2 separate regions of the Danio rerio genome follow, and region 1 is linked to region 2. A link is a contact called in public Micro-C data. All regions are on one chromosome and are shown on one strand. The core of a region is the stretch at or near the end of the contact, and the rest is flanking DNA. Distances in the headings are between cores, read along the strand shown.

What was found. Hi-C and Micro-C count contacts between places; a contact is called where the count stands out from the background.
Region 1: a Micro-C map of caudal fin shows a contact between it and region 2, with 7 times the contacts expected there. The contact joins the promoter of znf648 here to the promoter of pik3r6a in region 2. A contact is called at or near these places in 4 of 18 Hi-C or Micro-C datasets (caudal fin, embryo, hematopoietic stem cells and 1 more) and 1 of 4 datasets of contacts at active chromatin or transcription factors (caudal fin).

The regions. Positions count from the first base shown.
Region 1 is chr6:26,289,358-26,295,176 of GRCz12tu, reverse strand. It overlaps znf648 (zinc finger protein 648), which reads right to left and starts at 3,243. Exons shown (of 2, transcript XM_021477103.3): 1 at 2,861-3,243; 2 at 1-2,313. The coding sequence starts at 2,236. The coding sequence ends at 791.
Region 2 is chr6:26,157,799-26,163,454 of GRCz12tu, reverse strand. pik3r6a (phosphoinositide-3-kinase, regulatory subunit 6a) reads right to left here and starts at 3,390. Exons shown (of 6, transcript NM_001083008.1): 1 at 3,213-3,390. The coding sequence starts at 3,291. It overlaps pik3r6 (phosphoinositide-3-kinase regulatory subunit 6), which reads right to left. Exons shown (of 20, transcript XM_073954083.1): 20 at 3,533-5,220. The coding sequence ends at 5,067.

The DNA.
Region 1 (5,819 bases), core at 1,994-4,493, 130 kb before region 2:
CAAGTACGATTCAAAATTTAATCTCTAAAACAACAATCTCCCCTGTTTCAAACAAAGGCAAGAATCTTAAATAAGACTACATTTTGACATTCTCCTTCACTGAAACACCATAACAACATAGTGTTCTCGTGTCGGTTATTTTAGCTGCATGAAATGTAACAGTATTATTATTAGTTTGATCCATTATATAACATGTACAAACAGCACCATCCCTTAAGTCTCAAGATACAAATGCACATATTCACCTGCTGCATGCATTCAAAGTCAGGGAAAGTTAAAGGTAATAACATATGGCGAATAACAACAAATTTTCTTCATTGAAATAAGTAGCACTGTGTAAATCATACTGTACTGCTAAAAGAAATCACAATATTTCTGAGATGTTCTGCATTGTCCAAAAAGCCTTGGTCGACATTGTCCTTTAAACATTTTACATATAGGTCACCAACATGTTAACAACATTTCGTATTTTTCATTTATTTATGGTTTTCTTTTGTTCAGAATATACACAGATTTATTCACAACCAAGGTGGTCCCTACAAGTTTCTGCACTTTTACACCACAAAAATAAATAAAATAAATAAATAAATGGCAAGGTCCTATCAGGTCCTATCTAAACTAAATTAAATGTAACTTTGTTATTAAGGCGTAAGAAAGAAAGCTACGGTCCTAACAAATGGCTTTGAATACCTAGCTAAATGTTACTATGTTGTTAAGGCTTAATTGTGAAAGAAAGAGAACAACCTAGGCTTACTTACTCTCCTCCAGTTACCTAAGTGCAAAATGGGTTTTAGGCAATGCAAGTCTCAGTGTCTGCATGGCTCTGCATGTGTTCTTTGAGAAGGAATTCCTGGTGGAAAGATTTACTGCACTGTCCACATACGAAGATCATGCCTTCAGTATGCTTCTTCTGATGCTTCTTGAGTGCTGTGATGTGGCTGAATGACAGATCACAGTCCTGGCACGGATAGGACTGCTCTGCTTTATGAATACGCTGATGCCGCACCAGTCGGGATGCCATGGCGAATGCCACTCCACATTCTGAGCACTTGTGTGGTCGGACTCCACTGTGGACTGTGAGATGCTCTGCGAGGTTGGAGGACTTGGTGAAAGATTTGGAGCAAACAGTGCAGGTGTAGGGACGTACGCCGCTGTGAATCTTCCTGTGCTCTGTCATACGACTGGCTAATGCAAACGCCTTCCCGCAGTCTGGACAGATGAACGGCCTCTCGCCCAAATGTGTGCGCTCATGACGGTGAAGGGACAATGGTTTGTTAAAAGTTTTCCCACAGTGCTTGCAGAGAAACGGCTTGTTGTTGGTGTGCATGTTGCGCTCGTGTTTTCGCAAGTCAGAAGATCTCACAAAGTCCTTGCCGCATTCCTCACAGATATACGGTTTCTCTCCGGTGTGCGTTCGGATGTGTTTGCGGAAATCAGAAGACCAAATGTAGCTTTTTTCACAAAAAGGGCACTGGTACGGCCTTTCGCCCGTGTGCAGCCGCTTGTGCTGTTGAAGAGTCCCCTGGTGCGAGTAAGCTTTCCCACACAGGTCACAAACATGCGGTTTGAGTCCTCGGTGTGTATCGATGTGGCTGAGCAGGTTGCTGGACTTTTTGAAAGCCCAGTTGCAGTAGGTGCACTTGTATGGCCGATTTTCGGTGTCTCCCTCCATCCCTCGTTTCTTCATGGTGGCGAACATTAATTGACTTTTTAAAAGCTGATTCTCTGGAGATTTGGGTGTGTCATCTGTGTTTCCCTCTACATCGCATTCATCCTCCTCAGCCTCAGTCTCTGGCTGAATTCCTGCCAGGCCACATGCTTTAGTGATGTCTACCTCCTCTTTTACCTTCACATGGGGGATGCTGGTTGGTTCTGAGTCCTTGTGGTTCAGTTGGGAACTGGGGTCAGATCCAGACCCAGTCTCTATTTCTTTTTCATCCAGTTCTCTGTCTGTTCCACAGCATTGTTCAGAATATTTTGCAGGAATATAGAATTGAGTGCTTGAAATTTGAGATCCCAACTCTTGTACTGTTATCTCTTCTACACAACTAGTTGAAGCATTAATGTTCTTCTCAATAGGTAGAACCGGATTTATTTTATTGTTGGGGTCAGAAATCTTGTTCTCCGCAGGCAGATAATGCCTCTTCCTGATAAGAATCTTCCTAATACTTCGTTTTGATATGTACGCATTGTCTGTAAAAGCTTCTGTATTCCACAGGTTATTCATTTTGGCCATGTTTGATGATTGCAGATTAGTGCATTGATCTTAATTATCAGATGTCTGTGGATTTTTTTTTTTTTTTTTTGCAATGCCTGGAAAAAGAGAGAAACTAGCTTAGTTGACAGCTTTATATACAAAATCTAAACAACACAAACTTGATCTCAATTTTAGAAAACAAGATAAATGTATAGACATAATTTAAACATCAGACTTCAACATGTAATCATTTAAAATATACAAAAGATAATATAATATAACATAACATAATAAAGCTACTATTCTCTACAGATACAACCAATTCTAAGAAGCTCTTGTCTGCCTTACATTAAGCTGCTTAGCTATAAAGATGTCCAACATAAATTATGCCATGGGAGACCGTCCAGTAGACCTTGTTGATTTTAACCACTGGCTCTTGAGCCAGCAAAGAACAAGACTTTATTCTTAGCCGTCAGATCACACAGAGTGTGCACCCAAAAAATGTTGAACCATCTCATATATGTAAACAGTCTCTTACCTTGGCAGCACCAAGAACACCAATGATGATTTCAAAGACTGCAATTAATCCACTTCCTTTTCATGGTGGATTTTACACAGACGTTTAAGATACCATAGGAGGAGCCAGAAGGCAGTTATACTTACGTCCCACTGGGGGTGTGTGACAGTCTCCTTGCAGTGGTCAGCGGTTTAGCAAAACCATTTGCTGCTAGGAAAGATCCACTGATTGACCCCTTCACCCATTCCAGGCATAAGACACATGGGCTATTTTCCCGGGGGACGCCTCACATACATACTTGGGTGCAATAACACCCCACCAGGATCATGTTCACACAGTGTAATACAGTGTATTGATTTATCTTTTTGCTATTATGCTAGTTTAATGGGCTGTTGCAATCATTACATATTTCATCAACCTATATTTTACAAGTACAAGAGTAGGTCTCATAGCAGTGTCGATACATTTTCACTTCAGCGTGTGAAAACCATTTTTTCTCATCATCAAAAGACTTCTGCTGTTTTTAACTGACCAAAGAGATGTGTTCGTCTTTTACATGCTTTAGTTAATTTAATTAGCGTCTAAATATGTCTACTAATTCACTTATTGAGTGAGAGAATTAGGAACAGGAATAACCTGCTGATACCAGACATAACTTACAACCTGATCCCTGTCGCATATAGATACAAAAAAGTGTCAGAGGAAATACGAGAGGAAGAGAACATGCTGTAGATCAGCTAGAAGACACCTGTTTGCTTCTGAAGGTTCACTCTGACACTGAGGCCTGCTGTTTTATTGAACAACACTAGGTGGAGTTTTCTTTTGGATCAAATTTAAAGAAAGGGTGTCAGCCATATTGATAGCATTTGTGTGTGTGCATGTGTGTGTATTGTAGGCAGTATTGGAAAGAGTACTAAAAAAATGTAAGTGTAAGTGGAGTAAAAGTATCTGTTGTAAATATTAATCCAAGTATGAGTAGGAAGTAGCCCTTATAAAAGAAAACAATAGTGAGTATTACACTGTAAAAAAGTTGATGCATTTCCATGCAGTTTGTGCAGGGATGTGTAAACGTAACATTCTGTAGCGCATTCACTGATCTTCCTATATTCGCTCTTTCCTTCCAACCTTCCTTCCATTGTTTGTTTGTTCTGTCCTTTCTTCATTCATTAATTAGTTTTTTTGTTCCTTGCTTCATTTGTTCCTTCATTCATTCCTCCCTGCGTTCGTTTTTCTGTTCGTTCATTCTTTCTTTCATTCTGTCCTTTGTTCAGCACTTTCTCGAATCCCTCCATTCATTTGCTCCTTCCTTCATTAGTTCAGCCCTTCCTTCATCCTTTCTTCATTCGTTTATTCCTTCCCTCCTTCCGTACTTACGTACTAAGTTTGTTCAGTCCTTCCTTGAATCCCTCCTTCATTCATTTGTTCCTTCCTTCCTTCATTTCTCCCTTCCTTCGTTCCTCCATTCCTGCATTCGTTTCTCTGTTCATTCCTCCATTTGTTCCACAGTTTGTTCCTTCCTTCCTTCTTTCCCTCTACCTTACTTTGTTTACTCTTTCCTCAAATCCCTCCTTCATTCATTTGGTCCTTCCTTCCTTCATTAGTTCGGTCCTTCCTTTGTTCTTTTCTTCGTTCGTTCATTCTCTCCTTCCTTCATTACTTAGTTTGTTCAGTCCTTCCTTGAATCCCTCCTTCATTCTTTGGGTCCTTCCTTCCTTCATTAGTTCGGCCCTTCCTTAATTTCTTCCTTCCTTCATTCCTCTCTTCCTTCATTCCTACCTTCCTGCATTCATTCCTCTGATCATTTCTCAGTTCGTTCCCCCGTTCTTTCCTCCGTTTATTCGTTCGTTCCTTCCTTCCTTCTTTCTTTCCTTCCTTCCATCCTCACTTTGTTCAGTCCTTCCTCGAATCCCTCCTTCATTTATTTGGTCCTTTCTTCTTTCATTAGTTTGGCCCTTTCTTCGTTCCTTCCTTTGTTCCTCCCTTCCTTCATTTCTCCCTTCCTTTATTCGTTCTTTCGTTCATTTGATTCTTCCTTTCCTTAGTTACTTTATTTAGTCCTACCTTGAATCCCTCTTTCATTCATTTGGTCCTTCCTTCCTTTGTTCCTCCCTTCCTTTATTCCTTCCTCCGTTTGTTTGTTTGTTTGTTCGTTCCTTCTTTCCTTCCTTCCTTTTTTCAGTCCTTCCTTGAATCCTTCCTTCAATCATTTAGTCCTCCTTCCTTCCTTCATTAGTTCAGCCCTTCCTTCATTCCTTTCTTCCTTCATTTCTCCATTCCTTCACCTGTTGTTTATTCATTCTTTCCTTCCTTTCTTGCTTAGTTTGTTGAGTCCTTCCTTGAATCCCTCCTTCATCCATTTGATCTTTCCTTCCTTCATTAGTTCTGCCCTTTCTTTGTTCAGTCCTTCCTTCCATTCCTTGTTCGGTCCTCATTTCATTCGACCCTTCCTTCCAGTCTTCATTCGTTCCATCTACTGATTGATTAAGGCTGTTTGGTGATTTCAGTCATCATACAGTCGACAACCTTCATTTTCTTATCAGTCACATGCAGTCTATAAAAAAGTTTCTGGGTCAATGCGTGTAAAGATTTTGAACATCATCTTGGAACAAAAGGTTTGCTGCATTTATAAAGCACCAGGTTGTTCAGTATGATGCAGTTTACTTTATATGTGCGATTTGATTGGAAAGGAATCACAGGACTGATTTGTGACTAATCACCATTTAAAGAAATAAAGTAGTGACTGCAGGTTGAAGAAAAATTGTGGAATAAAGTACCGATACTGCATTAAAAATATACTCAAGGGAAAGGAAAAGTACACATTTTTAAAACTACTTTGTAAATTACAATTTCTTAGATAAACTACTTAATTACAGTAATTTGAGTATTTGTGATTTGTTTTGTGAAGTATTGTAATATTAGTCATTTTTATCGTTGTATGAACATTTTTGATCCCCATGATGAAAACAGCTCATAAATAATATAGAATGAAAATGTCGAAAATGTAAAATTATTTCTGTGAGAATTGGATTTAGGGGTAGGTTTGAAGTAAGATGACAGAATACACTGTCTATATTGTACAAAAATCATGACATCTATGAGAAGTCC
Region 2 (5,656 bases), core at 2,141-4,640:
AAGAAGAAACCAGGCTGAGATGATTTGGGCTTTGTGACATGGCACATTATCCTGCAGGAAGTAGCCATTACAAGGCGAGTACAGTGTGGTCATCATGGGATGGACATACTCTACAGCAATTCTCAGGTAGACTGTGGTGTTTAAACAATGCTTGATTGGTTCTAAGGGGCTCAAAATGTCCCAAGAAAATATTTTTGACACCATTACACCTCTGTCCCCATCCTGAAAAGTACAATGCAGGTTGAATCTATGCCTTCAAGTTGTTTTTGTATGACTCTCAGAATATTTCTGCAGATACTGAGCTGAGCTGATGCTTTACTCTTGTAAATTTGCTTGTATAACATATTTTAATATAAAAAACAATTATATAAAAATCTAATATAAAATTTTATTATCAAACAAGTTTTAAGTACTATTAAGTTCTGTACTTCTGACTGGACGCAATGATAACTAAATAAATCAGATTAGAAGCACAACACATATTGCATTTGAAACAGAACCTTTACATCCAATCCCAATAAAGAGGTTAATTAATAAATCAGACAATGATATTCTCACATGTAAAGTATTTTTAAACAAAGTCTTATTAATCTTAGGCTTAGAAATTAGATTGATAAAAAGACAGGACAAATAACTTTAACTTTTTCCTTTGCTGTAAAGCTCTAAATTGAGCTCAGGTACATTCTGTTTCACTGATCATTCTTGAGATTTTTCAGCAGCTTAATTGGATTTCACCTGTGGTCAATTCAGTTGACTGGACATGATTTGAAAAGGTTTGCACCTGTATATATAAGGTTCCAGGGTTTATAGCGCATGCCAAAGCGCAAACCAAGCATGAAGACAAAGGAGTTGTCTGTAGACCTCCAAGACAGGATTGTCTCGAGGCAAAAAACTGTCTGGGGAAAGTTACAGAAAAATTTCTGCTGCTCTAAATGTTCCAATGAGCACAGTGGCCTCCATTATCTGTAAATGGAAGATGTCTGGAACCACCAGGACTCTTCCTAGAGCTGGCCGGCCATATAAGCTGAGTGATCAGGGGAGAAGGGCCTTAGTCAGGGAGGGGATCAATAACCCGATGGTCACTCGGTCTGAGCTCCAGCGTTCTTCTGTGGAGAGAGGAGAACCTTACAGAAGGACAACCATCTGTGCAGCTATCTATCAATCAGACCTGTATGGTAGAGTGGCCAGACGGAAGCCACTCCTCGCCTGGAATTTGCTAAAAGGCATCTGCAGGACTCTCAGACCATAAGAAACAAAATTCTCTGGTCTGATGAGACTAAAATTGAACTGAAATTGAACTGAAATTGAACTAAAATTGAGTGAATGCCAGCCATTACTTTTGGAGAAAACCAGGCACCGCTGATCACCAGGCTAATACCATCCCTAGTCGGACCAGAGGAAAAGACGAATGCAGCAATGTACAGAGACATCCTGAATGAAAACCTGCCCTAACCGGGACGACGGTTGATTTTCCAGCAGGACAATGACCCAAAGCACACCGCCAAAATATCAATAGAGTGGTTTCACAACAACTCTGTGAATATCCTTGAGTGGCCAAACCAGAGCCCAGAACTAAATCCTATTGACCATCTCTGGAGAGATCTGACAATGGCTGTACACAGTCGCTTCCCATCCTACCTGATAGAGCTTAAGAGGTACTGCAAAAAGGTATGGGCAAAAATTCCCAAAGACAGGTGTGCTAAGCGTGTGGCATTCATATTCAAAAAGACTTGAGGCTGTAATTGCTGCCAAAGCTGCATCAACAAACTATTGAGCAAAGGCTGTAAATACTTATGGTTGTATTTTCAGATTTTTTTTTATTTTTTATAAATTTGCAACAATTTCAAAAAAACTTTTTTTCACATTGTCATTATGGGCTATTGTGTGTAGAATTTTGAGGAAATAAATTAATTTAATCCATTTTAGAATAAGGCTGTTGCATAAAAAGAAAGTGAAGCGCTATGAATACTTTCCAGATGCACTGTAGCATATTGTTTGAATTCTTTCATTCAGCTCAGGTCATTTTCCTCAGACCTCTGGCATCAGCAATGGATTTTTACTCACTGTATACAGAACTGCCACTCACTGGAAATTTCCTCTCTGTATTTTTCAGTAAACCCCAGAGATGGTTGTGTGCAAAAAAATACCAACAGATCAGCAATTTTTCAAATAATCATACCAGCCCGTCTGACATCAATAACCACATCACATTTAATTAAATCACCTTTTCCCCCATTTGATTTCCAAAGTGAACTTGACCACGTCTACAATAGATGTGTCTACATGTGTTGAGTTGAGTCAAGTGGTCATGATTTATGTGAACTTGCATCTATGAAATTGCCTTTTTCCTATGGTCTTGTGTATCAAATCCATTAATAGGTATCCCCAGGAACTGATTAAAATGGAAATCTAAGTTACAAATGCTTGCTAACAATGTTTAAAAAGCATTGTCATAAGGCAAGTAGCTTGACAAATTAACAACAGGAACACTGACGTGACTAAAACACGCTGTAAGTAAAAAAAACAAAACATTCAAATCCATGTCCTGTACTGGCTGAGAAAGCCATGACTTATATGGTCCAGAAGGATTTATTTTATTATCATTTGACATGCATTTGGATATTTTCCAATGCATGTTTTTTTTTTTTTGTATATTTTGTGTTTGCTATTATATGCTCGTTACATATATAATTACACAATAATAAATAATTATAAATAATAATTATTATTATAAATAATTATAATTATTATTATAAATAAATGTTATATTGTTATAGTTTAAAAGTATATTTAATAATACTTTATTATAGAACATTTATTCTAGTAAAATATATTTACTGTGAAATTAAATACTTCCAGAAATGTCCTTTAACTGTTTTTAACTATATTTTTAGAACATTTTCAAAGCAAATTCCAAACATTTACAGTATGCAGTCAATTTAAATTGAAAACATGGCCCTGGAATAATATCTTAATGTAAAGCGTTTAAGTTTCTAATGGTAAAACTAGAGACTCAGCTCTTGTCAGATCTCGACAGCAACCTCCTCATCTACCTGAACTCAATCTCCACAAGAGCAGAAGTTCCACCTGTGGCGTTAAACCTACTCAAACCTTTAATAAAAAAGAGAACGCAAGTGTTTGGTAGTCTACTATACCTTTCACCAATACGTTTTGACAGGTTTTGCTACAATGACAGCCAGGTGTAGGGATACCTGTTTGGTCCACATCTGTTTTCCATTTCGTGCATTCCAGGGATCCGTACTGACAGGAGGCTCTGCGTTTTTCATCCATCACGCGCCACGGAATGAATGAATAACTAAACCCGAATATATGCACAAATCCTGACTTAGCTGAGATATGCTTAGCAAGAGAGCAGGGTAAAATAAGGATGATGATCCAGCGGTTGTCGTTGCTGATGAAAATAGCTACGGCAGGGGATATCTAGACATCATTGCGCACCGGCAGCGATTCAACTGCAGTTTCTGACCCATTGGCGACATCGTGCGGACATTTATAGAACAACAACAACACATTTTAGTTTATAATAATACAATGAAAACATTTATTTAGCATAGGTATTTACAAAATCAAATCACAATATTTACAAAACCAGCGGTCAAATTAACAACTGTGCAAAGTTTCGGCATGAATAAATGCCATTAAAATAACAGTACAACTGAATAAGATTGGCTAGTTTTATAATTGAAAGTACATCAATTTGTTCTTTAACAGAAGACTGGTTATTGGTATGAGGTCAGAACTGAAAATGACCCATAAACCCATAAACTGTACAGATAATCATATAAGGAAGTTAGCTCAAAGTGACACCAATAATAGCTGTTTCAAAGAAACATGCAGCTTACTGCACAACACAGCCATTCAAAGCTGTTAACCATTTGTGTAACATTAGTGCTGTTCTATGCATACATCAGTCACAAACAATACAAAAAATATACTTTTTCACACGCATTTTATTTTTAAACAATGTTTTTAAGGTATAAAAATATGTCATTTTCATGGAGCACTCCAAATATAAATGTAAATACACAAAATAAAAGTATTAAACTAAATATATAACAAAGAAGTGCAAATCATTAAGGTCAGGTAATGGTAATGTCAGTTTCTCCATGGTGTGCACATATAACCTTAGCACATAATTCTTTGATTATACTGTATCATACTGTAAATATAGCAATTATTGATGTAAAAGCCTAATAAAAGACGGTTAAGCAACAGGCTGACTGTTAATACAGAGAACAAGGTAAAAACAAATTCAAGTAACTCTTAAAGGAACACTCCACTTTTTTGGAAATTGCTAATTTTACAAGTCACAAAGTTGAACCGTTAAAGCGTTAAAGGTTTTAACTCGTGCTGTTATTAATTATGATTAATCACATCAAAGATATATTTTTATAACTTATTTAAATTATATATACATGTGTACTATGTTTATTTATGCATAAATACAGAAACTACTAAAAATACTTTACAAATATATACAGCATATTTACATACATTGGATTATCTCCGGGTTTTGCATGAGCTCCTTAATATTGGTATAGAAAATATTTTAATAAATTTTCATTTTCCGTCAGTCCAAGTGCATGATGGAATTACAGAAGAGTAATGCTTATAATTTTAAAATAACACAAACTTTTAAATGATACACTAATGGTCTAATCCAATTCAATGATTTATTGTTAGCTGATATGGTAAGAGATTGGTGGAATGAATTAAAAACTAGTAAACTCAACAGTTTAACTCCAGGTAACTTGTAAAATGAGCCTATTTCCCCCAAAATCGGGTGTTTCTTTAATTCTTTGAGAAAGTCAATACCATGACAGCATTAGTGTTAGTAAATTATCTGTTACAGGATTAAATACTTCCTGGATCGACGATCAACTTGTGATTCACAAATGAAAAGTACACAATGCAGTAAAACCTGCTTGGTGAAGTGTCTTAACTGATCGTTTGATTGCACGGAGAAACAACTGTACAGTGCACTGTTTAAAACACAATACACAAAACAAAAAGCAAGAACTGGCCTTTATAGTCACCTTTGTTCATTAATCGATTATTCCTGCAAAAGTGTTTATGGACAGAGTCAATCCTTTGCTCATGTATTTGCTCAGTCCAGCATCAGCATCTTCGGTCATGAACTTTGACTTTAAGGATTTTTGAACGTAATATCCAGGGTCCCGACATGAAGTGACCTCAATACTGTGTTACAAAATATAAAACAACACAAATCAAAGTCTGAATACCAAATAAATGAAAAAGTGCAGTCTTCATAATGAAGATTTATTTATTATTTATTATTTATTTATTATAGAAGAAACATCTTGGCTACTAACGTAACCCTTGTTCCCAGAAGAGGGAACGTAGACATGTGTCTTCAGACATGAATGGGATATCAATAAACGACCAATCACTCTAAAGAGTAAGAAAATGGGCCAATGAGATCAGCTCCACAGGTGCTGCGGATTATTCATTAGTAGTATATTTAACCAGTACGGAACGAGCTGCTACACTTTAGCCACTGAAGAACCGATCACTCAGGTATAAGCTGGAGATCCAGCTGCTGTGACATAAGAGACACACGCCTCCATTCCCTCTTTGGGGAACATGGGTTATGTTAGTAACTTCAGGGGGAACT